Linked DNA regions of Mus musculus: all the other regions are linked to region 3. The links are chromatin contacts, called in public Hi-C maps. All regions are on one chromosome and are shown on one strand. Each heading gives the region's core, a stretch centred on a gene start, on an enhancer-like site or on the middle of the called end of the contact. The rest is flanking DNA. Distances are from core to core; before and after follow the strand shown.

Region 1 (4,247 bases), core at 1,018-3,517, 540 kb before region 3:
AATCATATATTTAGACCATTTTAGGTGATTTGTGCATACCATACATATGGTAACAGATGTTGATATATGTCCTGAATATTTTTCTTTTAAATAAAGACAAAAGTAATGATCCTAGTAAATAATATTACCAAGGTCATTTATTTGTATATTGATTATTTGTATATTAATCTTAAAAAGTCCTGACACTGACGTTTAAAGAATGAACATTTCTGTTGCGATAAGGTTCTCTTGGTCTTAGAAAAATCATAAAATATAATTCTAGTAGGTATTTATCCTGTCACTTCTGAAGTCGTCACTAGATGCTGTAGGGGTGAGATTTAAAAATATATTGCATTTTATGTAGCCCTGCTGAAAACCTATCTATTTCAAAAATAAATTCCTACTGAATTAGGGAATTGTGGGTGGTGAAAGACATCAATGGGGCTAAAAAAAATCATAGAAATGTGTCTTAAACACCAAAGAAGCTTGTTGGAAATCTATTAGACTTCCATATCACTCTTGGTTCTTGAGAAAGATATCAGTGTAGCCTAGGGTGTCTCTAACTGCTGAGAGTCAAACTTCAGCTTTTGGAGTGTTTAGATTAAAGGAATATCTAGCTTTCAGGCAGATGTTGCTTTGTTTGCTTGTTTTTTAGATAAGGAGTTCTAATGTATTCCAGGTTGGTCTTGAACTGGCCGTATAGTTGAGTATGGCCTTGACTATTGATCTTCCTACTTCTGCCTCCCACGTGCTGGTATTACAGGTTTGTGGAACCACATCTGGCCTGGATGTATTTTAAAGAAAATTCTTTAAAGTTGTGCGTGGTAGTGGATGCCTATATTCCCCAAAAGGAAGATCATGAGTTCAAAAGAAGCCTGAACAACATAATGACTTGAAGGCAAGTAGGGCTACGCAGTGAGAACCTATTTCAAAGTCAAACATTATTTAAATGTTCATTCCCAAAGGCACTCAGCATCAATGAGGGAAATAAGAAGAGCAGTTCTATTGTTGGGCCTTTTGGACCTTGGAGTACTGCCTAATGCATGATATTATGTCTTAATGATAATAGTCACTAATACATTTTTCCTTCAGTAGAAGACAGAGAAAGTCTTCATGTTCATGTACCACTAAGCTATCATAATTAAACCCTATAAACGATATAGCATGGACATATTCATCTCAGTCTTGACATAAAAATAGTCTATTATTTGGACTCATGTTTTTTAAAACCACATCTTCATGGTTATAGATCAGTTTTATTAATTTATGAAAATATATGATTTTTGAACACAGGTAGACACATATAAACACCAAACTTCTGATTCTCTGGTGATTTTTACAAGTGGATTTTTTTAGACTAGGTAGAAAGAGTATTGCAGACAATTTCACTCTAAGTGATTTAGGCTATAAAGAAATCAAAAGGAAAACTGATATTTGGTCTAGAATAGAACAGAGACACCTAGACTGATAAACGTCCATAGGTCATTTCCTCCTGCAGCCATAATCACACAGAGATGGAAACAGGCTGAAAGCAAACTGCCTTCAGATTAAATTTAATTGTAAAGTAAAAGGTACCCCATGTGCATGTGGCCTGAATGAGTAATCTTTGTGTCCCTGTTGTTGGCTGTATGTGATGCATGGGGTGTCATAGCATTTTATTAATATCTAGATACACAAGACACAAGGAGAGGACATTGTAAGCTGTCAGACTGAAAACAGAAACAAAGTACAAAACGGCTTATAGAAATGTTCAGTATCTGGTAAAACTGGCCACTGGAATTTCACTTAGAATACTGGACAAAAACAAATTCACACAAAAGAGATGATTCTAAGTGTATATGAAATAATAGGTAAGTGTATGGTGTCCAGTGTGGCAGGGGCTGTTTGTATCATTTTAAAGGAGAAATTTTATTGCCTCTTGTGTGGCTGAGGAATTGTTTCTTTTGTGTCTAAGTAATCAGGAATGGGGTACACCCCCAACATTCTTTTTTTGTTATTGTTGTTTATTCTAGTTGTAGTTGTCAAGCTCATTTATTTGATAGCACCAAGTTGTTTTTCTAGTCATTCTCTTTAAACACTCACAGTGTTTCAGATAGTGTGTGAAGCAGTCATCAATACTGGTCTGAACCAACCATAGTCTGTCCTGGTTTCAGGACTTGACTCTTAGCTGTGGGTTATGAATTTCCTTAAAGTAGAATCTTAATCCACTGATTGAAAAGGAAGGCTACCCCTCCCATCCAGCAGATGCTCGGAAGCGTGCTTCTGCTCCACTCAGCTTCTGCTTCCTGATATTGTTAGTAAGGCTGAATATAAAGATGTGCTATTTTGGAACTTTAGCAAAGGAATGTAGCACTTCAGTCCAAAACTCAGAATTTCTTTTCAAGCTGTTCCTAAGAAATTGCTTTTTAGGGCAAAGTGATTTCGCCTAAGCCATGATTTTCTACACTTACCAGAACTGACATAACCTACTCTCCCTTATATATAGCTTGATTTGGGGAATATCAGTAAATCACAGTCAACAATGATCTAAAGATATTAAATCAAAAATTCCGGAAATTAACAATTCAAATGGTTAAAATAGTTTTTATTATAGTAATTACTATAATTGTTCTATCTTACTACTAGGCATGATTAAACTCTTTCTCTGTCCTCTTTTATTAACTAATTTTATGCTAGGGATGTGTGTATAGGAAAATCCATAATTCTATAAGTTTCAACATCCTCTTTGCTTTCAGGATCTACCAGAGACCTTAAAATTCTCTCTATTTAGTGACCAAAGTAGACTATTATATTTAATTTTTCCAAACCAATAAAGAAAATCAGAGGGAACAATGGCTGAATAAGATTATTTTTGAGTCTTGAAAATGCCCCCCCCCCTTTTTTTAAAAGAAATTTAAGTTTCTTTTAATTTAAAGTCACCTCAACAAGTGGGGATTTCAGGTATAGCTGACCATGACTCTCAGTTATGTTTGTCATCTAGTTAGTAGCTTTCACAGTGTTTTTTTTTTTTTTTCAGAAGACAGAGAACCCTAAATATTTGACTATTTAGACAAAAACTCAAAATCACTAATGCTGACTAAACTCTTCTCTTCTACTCTGCTAACTACATCAGGATACAAGTTTCTAGAATTTTCATTCTGGGGAGGAAAAAAGAACAAACTAAAGCAAAACAGGACCCTTCCTTGATTACTGCTGTAAAAATAGACAAACCTGCTGTTACAGAAAATGTACTTATTTATTTATTATAAGTAATTCAGTCAAAATGTAGGCATGCTGCGCTTAAATGAACATGCCAATAAAAATCTGAGGATATATGTCACATCTAAATTTCTAAGAAGTTGGTGGGAGTTTTGGCTTTTGGTTTGTTTATTTGTTTGTTTACCACAGATGCAAAGAAGAGCCAGTGACCTGGGTGAACCAGACATATAGCATATGTTATTGGGAGAAAAATCTGTCCACAACCAAAGAAGTTGAATTGGCGAGACTTATTTTAATAACATATCAACCTGGAAAAATGTTGTTCTGTTCAAAACACCTTAGGGTACTTCACAAGGAACCGTAACCTGAAAGTAGAAGGTGAAGCTTCATTTTTTAGAAAAGAGGAAAAATAAGAACAGAAAAAGCAAAAAAATTAACATGGAATTTAATTAATTCACAATGATTCTGCAATGTTGCATGCAAACCTGATATAAGTAAAAGCTTCTCAAACACACCAAAGAAGAAAATACGCTCAACTGCATACTGTTTATAAGACGAAACCTAATTCTCTGTGGATGAGAGGGACAGCCTTTTAGAAGGGGAAATTGGACAGTAATTGCTTAGGCCCTCACAGAGAGAAGTAGAAATGGTATATTTAATAACTTTCTCAACACAAATATTTATATTTTTATATGTATCATACCTGATGTGTCATATATACATTCAATTTCTTAAATCGCGCTTGAAGTAGAATTACAGTTTTGGCCTGAAAACAAAATCATTGAATTCTTTACCTTAGCCTTAGAAGTAAATACCAAGTATAGACAGTGATTAGTTATTAGTTAAACAATATTAAGTAACTAATCTGTTCAATGCTGTCCTCTCATAGGTAATATACCTAGAAAGAAGACACTGTTTCTTCCACGCTGGTGGAGCAAAGAAAAGTTCTCAGGCAGCAGCAGGAGGGAGCAATGAGTGGCGGAGTCTGGAAAGTGGAGCCTGATGTATGAACGACAGTCTCAGCTGTTGCATGAGGTACCAAGATGGTTACCAAATGAAAGTAACATCTT
Region 2 (4,093 bases), core at 707-3,206, 710 kb before region 3:
TGTGGTCAAATGACAGGACATTGTATTCTTTCTCACCTTTCCTGCTAAGTCAAGGTTATCTTTAAGACATCATAACTTCATTCTTTCAGAAGATGTTAAAAATGGAATTGTGCTCACATAATCTACAAGGTGAAGCTTCTAGATATCTTTGGCTGTGAACAGCACCAGAACTGCTGGAGGAGTCAGGTAGAAGCCACTTAAAAGGGAGTAGAGGGATATAAAACCCATTTTATCCTCTACCTGTCAGCATCCATATTGACATCTCTAGGTAGGGAAAAGGTACCATGTCCTTTGCTCCATATGGCAGAAATTTTGGTTCATATTAGTCTTGAGTAGAGTCTAAAATATTAATTTCTTTAATTTTTGTTTAGCTTTGAGAATGAAGCCTGCCTAAACATCTGTGGCACCTGAGAGCAAAGATAGGAGCCTGGGGAAGGAAGCCTTGCTGGGACAAAAACAACAAACAGGAAGGCTACTTGTATGGGAAGCACGGTTGGTGCAAAGCATCTCACCGTAATCCCTGCGGCTTCTCATGACAACACCAGCAAATATGTTTTGTCAGTATCTTTCCATGCTTCAAGTAAACTGCGATTCTAAAATGTGCAGCACAGCCTTTCACTCCTAGGAAGGGATGCAGGTCCCCACCCACTGCTTCTCACTTACACTGCATCAGAGGTTTGGCCAGAATTTAGAAATTTTGCTCAACACTCTCCCCATTTTTCATTATTCTATGTTACAGACTAGTACTCTCCCACTAGTGGAAGAATTCCACCTGTGCCATACTGAAAACCTTGAGGAGGGCCTGAAAGTTAAATGTGGATATTCTTCCAAAAAGGAAAAGGATGGGGAGTGAGTCACCAACATCTCTGCTTACATCCCCGAATCCTACAGTTCCAAATTTTCTTCAAAACATATTTTCCTGCCAGTGTTTTAACATCTTAAGTATATGTAAGTATATTGTGATGCTTTAAGCTATTTACCATCAGAATGGCTGGTGCTGGCATCAATGCTATTTTTCCTTGCTTTTGGAGAGCTTCTAGAATTTTTTAAGGGAACATTTCTAAGTGCCATGGCCTCTGGTAACAGCTTTGAGGTAAGATTTTGGGAACAGGGATGGCAAAAGTCCTAGTGTGCTTTCTGTTGCTGTGATAAACACCATGACTAAAAGCATCTTGGGGATAAAAGGGTATATTTCAGCATCTATTTCCCAGTTGTCACAGTCCATTATAGAGGGAAGTCTAAGCAAGAAGTCAAGGCAAGAAGCTAGAGGCAGGAACTGGAGCAGAGGGCTCTAAGGAACATTCCTTACCTAATTGTTTCTCACAGCGTGCCAGGATTGCATTTTTATCATGCCCAAGCCCATGAAAGGCACTGCCCACAGTAGGCTGGACCTCCTCAAATCAATTATTAAGTCAGAAGAAAATACCCTCAAGGATCTTGTCTACAGCCAAATATGATGAAGGTGTTTTCTCAATGTAGGCTCCATCTTCCAACCTGACTCTCTATTTGTGTTCGTCTGACACAGAACTAACCAGCACAATGAATGAGTCCTGAGCCCTTTGAGTCACTTCTGTATATAAAGACCACCAGGTCCAAAGGACAATTTCAAAATGCAATCACATGTTGTGATGAGTGTTTTCTTTAGCTATCATCCTGCTTGCTCAAGCTCACCAAGAGTTTGGCTCTGTTTCTAATGAGAAAAGGTGTCTGTGCTAATTTAAAGTCTTCCGTTTAGAAAAAAAAAAAAAAGTTCCAAATGTCAGGCTGAACCTGAAAGTGATTACTCATAGGAATAAAACATGATGAGTAGGTATTTGAATGGATGTTCACAGCTGTTTTCTCTCTCTTTCTAAAAGACATTCAGTGAGAAAAGTTCAATGCGGTACCACGGTCGCGAGTCGTAGGGTGTCTAACGTTGGCAGTTCCAAATTAGAGCTCCCCTGGCAACTGTCACTCTGTGACATCACATTTTATCTAATGAGGCACAAAAATGTACACTTTGTGAACTCCACAGCTCCTTCACAAGTGCAGAGAATGAGAGGTATGGGGAAAGTGGGAGCCATCTGTTTGAAATCTTAGTTAGAATTTTCACCTTTGCCTGGTCTACCTGCAGTTATATTTTCTGCAGTTTCATAGTCAATAATTCTAAGGTGTTGAATTTGCTGTAACCACTAGCAGATATTAGTTAATTCACCCCCCATGCCATCTAGCCCATCCTTGTTAATCTGTCACCTAACCCATAAGACCTTCTGATGTTATTAACAGGTTCCACACTTGCCCTTGTTCAAATTTGACTTCTTAATGAAGCCCTACTTTAATTACTACAGAAGATCTGGTTTTGACTAGTCACTTGAGTCCTGTCACTATAATGAGGAAAGGGGCTCCACGTGTTTGGCTTCTGACTCTTTACAGTTAGGGGACCAGTCACCATTGCTTAGAGACCCTAGTATGCGTCAATCAAGATGGTGGGTATATCAGGGTTATTTTCTACCCAGATGGCATACTACTTCTGGTCTAATATCTAACATAATGAAAGAAAAAAAAAAAGACCAAGTTGGTGAAGACTGAGGATGCTGGGACTGTCTTTGCAATTGCTCAGTGTGCTTCTGTAAGGCGCTGTGTGTTTGTGGATACACCCTCACACTGAAGATGTGAACTGAACAAGCACAGATTATTCAATTCCTTCCCCCACACAGAATGACACAGATGGACTGATTAAAATCATAGGTCTGTGCTAAAGCAAAATTACTGCATTAGAGGAAGCATTTGGGGAAAGTGGGCGATGGGCTAGGAGAAAAAGAACAAACAAAGGCAGATGGAGTATCTTGGTTGGCATATAATTATTCTGTTATTCCTTTATCATCTAACTTATAAAATGAGAGCACATTGAATAATATAGTAAGTAGGATTCATCAGTAGTGAATAGTCAACTAAAACTCTTTGAGGGATGAAACGACTAATGTTCTTGTTTAACAGTCTTATGGAAGGCAATTTTTCTTCCTCAGTTGTGCTTCCTAATGGCTTGCTTAAGCAAAGACCTGGTGAATGTTAAGGCATCTTTTGCAGTATCCAGATTTCTAAACCATGTACCTTCAATTCATTTTCCAATATGGAGGACATGAGTCTTTCCAACATTCTCCCTGGAAAGCAGTTAACTTCAAACACACACACTGTTCCTTTTATAAGCAAGAATGGCTACTCTTAAAGTATTGCTTAAAGTATCTAAGCAATCCACAGAGAACACAGTTAGAGTAATAACAATGTACAGTTTATGTAGCAGAAGGCATAGAAAGATATTTATCCCAAATGATATAAAGAGAGTGTGAATTAAATTTAAGAAGGTGAAATTTTAAAAAGAGGTCAAAATCAATTGGTAGGTTCTCCTAGGTGTTCCAGATCTAGAGCAATTTAAAGCCCGTGGGACAATTTACTCAATCATGCTGAAGAGAGTTCTCAGTAACAGCAGCGTGGTTTATAAGCGTCAGGTTTCTTCTAAGACATGGGGGAAAACTCTTAGTTTGGAGGTAACTTCAGAGCATAAGAAAATGGATCTGGATAGAGGACACACAAGCCTAACACTGAGAAACATTAGAAACCGAGGCCCAAAGCAGCAACACTGGAGAAATTTAGGACACATCCCACTAGAGTTGAGGATGCAGCATTTAATAGCTTTTCAGGGAAGACCGGGTCCCTGTGTTAGCATCAGTGTTCATTAGCTCAATTGGATTCAAAGTGTCCGCTCTTTCCACATCCTGAAGCTTTGAGATCTTAGGGTTTGAATGTGCCTGTAATTTAGAGTTGTGAAACTTTCTGAACATTCTTTACTCTCTAGCTACACATTTCTGGACTAGTGGCCTGGAAAAGATATGGTCTGCCTAGTCAGACTCCTGTGAGCCAATGCCAGGAAGTGAATAGATATAAATTAATCTGAGATGTCATTTATTTTAACTCAAATTGAAGAGCACACACTTCTGAAATTTGGGGAGGGAGGTTAGTGAGACACACAGAGAATAGACAGGGCAATGTGTGCTTGGCATATGGTAAGCATACCAGTTTCTTTCTCCGACTTCCTTGCTTGTCATGAGAGTATCTT
Region 3 (4,371 bases), core at 760-3,259:
ATGAACTAACCAGTACCCCCAGAACTCCCAGGGACTAAACCACCAACCAAAGATTACGCATGGTAGGACTCATCGCTCCAGCCTCATATGTGGCAGAGGATGGCCTAATTGGACATCAATGGGAGGAGAGGCCCTTGGTCCTGTGAAGGTTCTATGCCCCTGTGTCGGGGAATGCCAGGGCCAGGAAATGGGAGTGGGTGAGTTGGTGAGCAGAGGGAGGGGGCATGGGATGGGGGAAGGGGTTTTCAGAGGAGAAACCAGGAAAGGGGATAACATTTGAAGTGTAAATAAAGAAAATATCCAATAAAAACAAAAGAAAAAAGAATATATCACAATTGCTAAAAGACAAAAGGTTCTTGCTGATGTGGATTAATTTCTTTGGTAATCAGGTACTCTGCCTTTGTCAAGACGAGCTGTTCTCCTTGTGAGCTTTATAGCTCTCTGGTCTAATCATGCTCTCTCTCTTTTTCAACCTTCCACTTCATTCTCTGGCTTACTGTTGCAGTATAAAGCCAATCTTAAATTTCCAAGTATTTAGGGAGCTCTATTGAAAATGGATTCACCTCTTGTTATCCACTTCTGTAACTGTCCAGGTTACGGTGTCTCCACCAAAGCTATCAACATTTTCCCACCGTGTTTACTAATTACAAATCACTACATTCAGATCCCTGCTTTAATTTCTTCTTCTTTGACTTTGTATTTTTATGTCCTAATTACTACCTTACTTTTGTTTTAATGAACTTTAGCAACACAGAAGAAATAACAGTTGTGGCCAAGATACTGTGCAAAAGATGGACACCGTTTGTACCTCTACACTGCATTTACAATATGTTTGTGGGCTTCCACTTAGTACCTATTCAGCTGACACCGTATGGCAAGGAAGGTTGATTAGCTGTGATCCTCCTAATATATCTGAACACTTCAGTTTAAAATAGACTGAGTGCTAAGAAAAATCTTAACATTCCATGTGTGAGCCCATTATACTTTAATTATAAATTAAGCCATGCCAAGCCTCATGAATAACCTAATCACTGATAAATAATTGCATTTTGCCTTCAAAGGACCAAGTGAACTTCAAACAGGCAGTGATAAGGCCATGAGTCCATTTTAGAATAAATTTATTAAATGAGGAAAGACATAAAACCATGACTTACTAATCAATTTTGATATTTTTTTTCTTTTTCACGGGAACAAGGTATAGTGGAATGAATAAAGTTTTTTTCTGGGATTTATTTATTTTATTTTTTATTTTTTGGAAACAGTTCTAACTTCTGTGAATTTATATGTGTAGCATCTACAGCACAAAAAATACTTATTTTAAATTGGAGTTTGCTGATTTGCATATTACACTGTATTTTTCTAGTTCTTACTAAACTGTGGTTTCAAATTAAAACAGGCTTTTCTTTTTTCTAAAAAGCTTCTAGGTTAAGATGGGTTTTCGTTGTTAGTGGTGGTAGTGTTGGTGCTAGTGTGATTGTGTGTGTGTGTGCGTGCGCGCGCGCGCCTGCCAATGGGTACAAGACCCACGAAAGACAATAAAGCATCTTTTTCCTGGAGTTACAGGCGGTTATGAACCACTTCTGTAGGTCCTAGAAGCTGTACTCAGATCTTCTGTAACTGCAAGGCAGTGAAGTATCTCTCCAGCCCCTTATGTGAGTTATTGTTAAGTAAAAGCCTAGAGTTTGTCTTTCCATCTCCCTGTAGTTACTTATGTAACTTCCCGTCTCTTCAAGAATTTCTCTCCTGCGCCCTAGAAAGCCCAGTCATTCATGTTCCACAATCAGTGCAGATAACTTCTGTTCCTTTCCTCCCATTGCCTCTACCCTGCATTATCCCTGCAGCTGATCAAAGCTTGCTTTGGGACCAGAGCCCAGCCTGAGAGACCAGCAGCCACTCTTATTTTGAAGTGTCAAAGAAACTTGCTTCCAGCTCCCTCTACCTCCTGGTTACTGTCAGTGCTTCCATATCCTTGACTCACTGTTGATGATGCCTGCCCAGGCAATGGCACCAGGCCCTATCCTGAGCCACCTGACAGTTCTGTAACCTGACAACCCAGCGATGTGTACCTTAGCTGAGCGCAGCACTCACCACAGCTGCTGGTTCCCAATCAGTCTGTGTGAAATGAAAAGAGAAATGAATTCCTTGAATATGCACTGAGAATTTGTAAGCTTTCAAGGAAAGTTTCTTTGGGTTCAAGTTATTGCAAGTTCTTGTTCTAGGCAGAGCTGCTTCTCTCTGTGGCCTTTATATCCCCTCTCCTGCCACCAGGCAGTAGTATCAGAATGGAATTGGGACCCAGAGTCATCAAGCCTCCTCTTCACACAGTGGTATTATTGGCTGTAGGTGGGTTTCCTTCCAGGATATTTTTCTCGGCATTTGCAGTTGCAGTTCCATGGCAGGAAGTAAGGCGTTCCAGGTGTCTAGTGAGTAGAGGACAGAGAAGATGTTAAACAGCCTTCAGTACAAAGGGCATGTCTTAGTCAGGGTTTCTACTCCTGCACAAACATCATGACCAAGAAGCTAGTTGGGGAGGAAAGGGTGTATTCGGCTTACATTTCCATACTGCTGTTGATCATCAAAGGATGCAGGACTGGAACTCAAGCAGATCAGGAAGCAGGAGCTGATGCAGAGGCCATGGAGGGATGTTCTTTACTGGCTTGCCTCCCCTGGCTTGCTCAGCCTGCTCTCTTATAGAACCAAGATTACCAGCCCAGAGATGGTCCCACCCACAAGGGGCCTTTCCCCCTTGATCACTAATTGAGAAAATGCCTTACAGCTGGATCTCATGGAGGCATTTCCTCAACTGAAGCTCCTTTCTCTGTGATAACTCCAGCTGTGTCAAGTTGACACAAAATCTAGCCAGTACAGGGCAGTTATGCATAACAGGGAATTATCCATCTCTCTCAAAATGCCACTTGTGAAAAGGTTGAGAGTCTGTCACAGAGGGATGGGATGAGAAGGGCAGTCACAATGCACTTATAACAAAGAAATCCTACAACCCCAATCTATTTCTGGGTGATGCACACCAAATAAAAGCTATTGGTAGTGGTCTGAAGTGAACTCTCTGTAGAGCTAATTCTAGTTGAAGAAGGAGGATGTGGCATTCAGTTCTCAATGCAATAGTAGGACAGAGTGTGTGGAATGGTGAGGAGGAATGCAGGTATTGGAGTCATTCTTACCCTACCCCATCTACATGGAGTGAGATCTTGATCATGCCACCCTTGGAAATGTCTTGTGCTCCAGTCCCTCCACGTGCTTGGCTCTTCTCTCATTTAATTTCCATTCGTAAGTTTCAGAGTGCAGGACCAGACAAAGACAGCAGTGATGGCACTTGTCAGGCTGAAAAGTATTCAGTCAGAAAAACTCCCAAGCTAGAGTCATAAGTTCAGACTAAGTCATAGAAGCAGTGAATACATGTTGGTTTATTGATCACCCTTGAACAACAAAAGTACATGTCATGTGACTGCCTTTTTTGTCAAGGAACTTGGAAGCATGGACCTTAGCAGATTTTAGTTCAGATTAAAAGATTACATCGGATGGATATCTGATTGCCATTGTAAATTGCATTTAACTGAAGAACAATGTCCTTCTGTGCCAATCAGATGTTAGAAGAAGAATCACAGTCTATGAGTGAAGAATGAAGAAAGCTGGGGTGTTATGATCAGCATCATGGACTATTGGGAGAGGCTGCTCATATCAGCCTATAACTGCTTTTATTTCATTTTGCTTTTGTTTGGGTTTTTAAGATCCCCCTTTTTAAGTGTCACTTTCATGCAATAAATTGTACAAAGCAATGAATTTTGACAACTACATTACATGCATACACCTAGTATACCAAAGAAGATATGAGAGCAGTTTCTCTTTAGCCTGTTCTCAGCTTCTGTTCCCATCCTTTTACAGAAGAGAATGTTTGTTTATATCTGTTTATCTATGGAACTTGCTTTTTGTTCACATAGTGCTTTCTAGAATTGTCCATGTTGGTGTGGACATTACACCATAGCTGCACTTTAATGCCTGGCTCTTTCCATGGTGTGGGGAGAACAGGAACGTGATGTTGTTACTCAGAGAACAGGAAACCCTTCTTTGGAAAGAGCATAAGTTCCTTTTACAGAATAATGGGGTTCATTTGGTGAAAATTAAGGTATTAGAGCTGTGTTCTTTCTAGAATTTCTAGAGAGTAATCTATTACCTTGTCTAGGGACCCCTTCCTCCATTTTCAAACCTGAGAGTAGCTAGCCTCTTGATTACTCCTGCCCTCTTGGCTTTAGCTATCTGTTCCTGCCCAGTTTCCTCTCAAAAAGAATCTTAAATTTACACTGAGCACATCTGGCAATCCCAAATAATGTTTCCATATCAAAGTCTTAAGTATAC

The links. Hi-C and Micro-C count contacts between places; a contact is called where the count stands out from the background.
Region 1: a contact with region 3 is called in a Hi-C map of cortical neurons, with 2.2 times the contacts expected there. The contact joins two enhancer-like sites. A contact is called at or near these places in 4 of 484 Hi-C or Micro-C datasets (cerebral cortex, cortical neurons and forebrain) and 1 of 9 other capture datasets (macrophages).
Region 2: a contact with region 3 is called in a Hi-C map of cortical neurons, with 3 times the contacts expected there. The contact joins two enhancer-like sites. A contact is called at or near these places in 3 of 484 Hi-C or Micro-C datasets (cerebral cortex and cortical neurons).

The regions. Positions count from the first base shown.
Region 1 is chr2:7,398,479-7,402,725 of GRCm38.p6, forward strand. No RefSeq gene overlaps it. Among named protein-coding and RNA genes, the nearest start is that of 5031426D15Rik, 470 kb to the left of the region's middle. Within about 2 kb of position 2,268, at least 9 of the 459 cell types and tissues checked have an H3K27ac peak or open chromatin away from gene starts, as enhancers often do. A contact at or near this core is called in cortical neurons, where this site is marked.
Region 2 is chr2:7,232,860-7,236,952 of GRCm38.p6, forward strand. It overlaps a transcript of Celf2 not described here. Among named protein-coding and RNA genes, the nearest start is that of 5031426D15Rik, 310 kb to the left of the region's middle. Within about 2 kb of position 1,957, at least 21 of the 459 cell types and tissues checked have an H3K27ac peak or open chromatin away from gene starts, as enhancers often do. A contact at or near this core is called in cerebral cortex and cortical neurons, where this site is marked.
Region 3 is chr2:7,943,197-7,947,567 of GRCm38.p6, forward strand. No RefSeq gene overlaps it. Among named protein-coding and RNA genes, the nearest start is that of Gm30904, 400 kb to the right of the region's middle. Within about 2 kb of position 2,010, at least 7 of the 459 cell types and tissues checked have an H3K27ac peak or open chromatin away from gene starts, as enhancers often do. A contact at or near this core is called in cerebral cortex and cortical neurons, where this site is marked.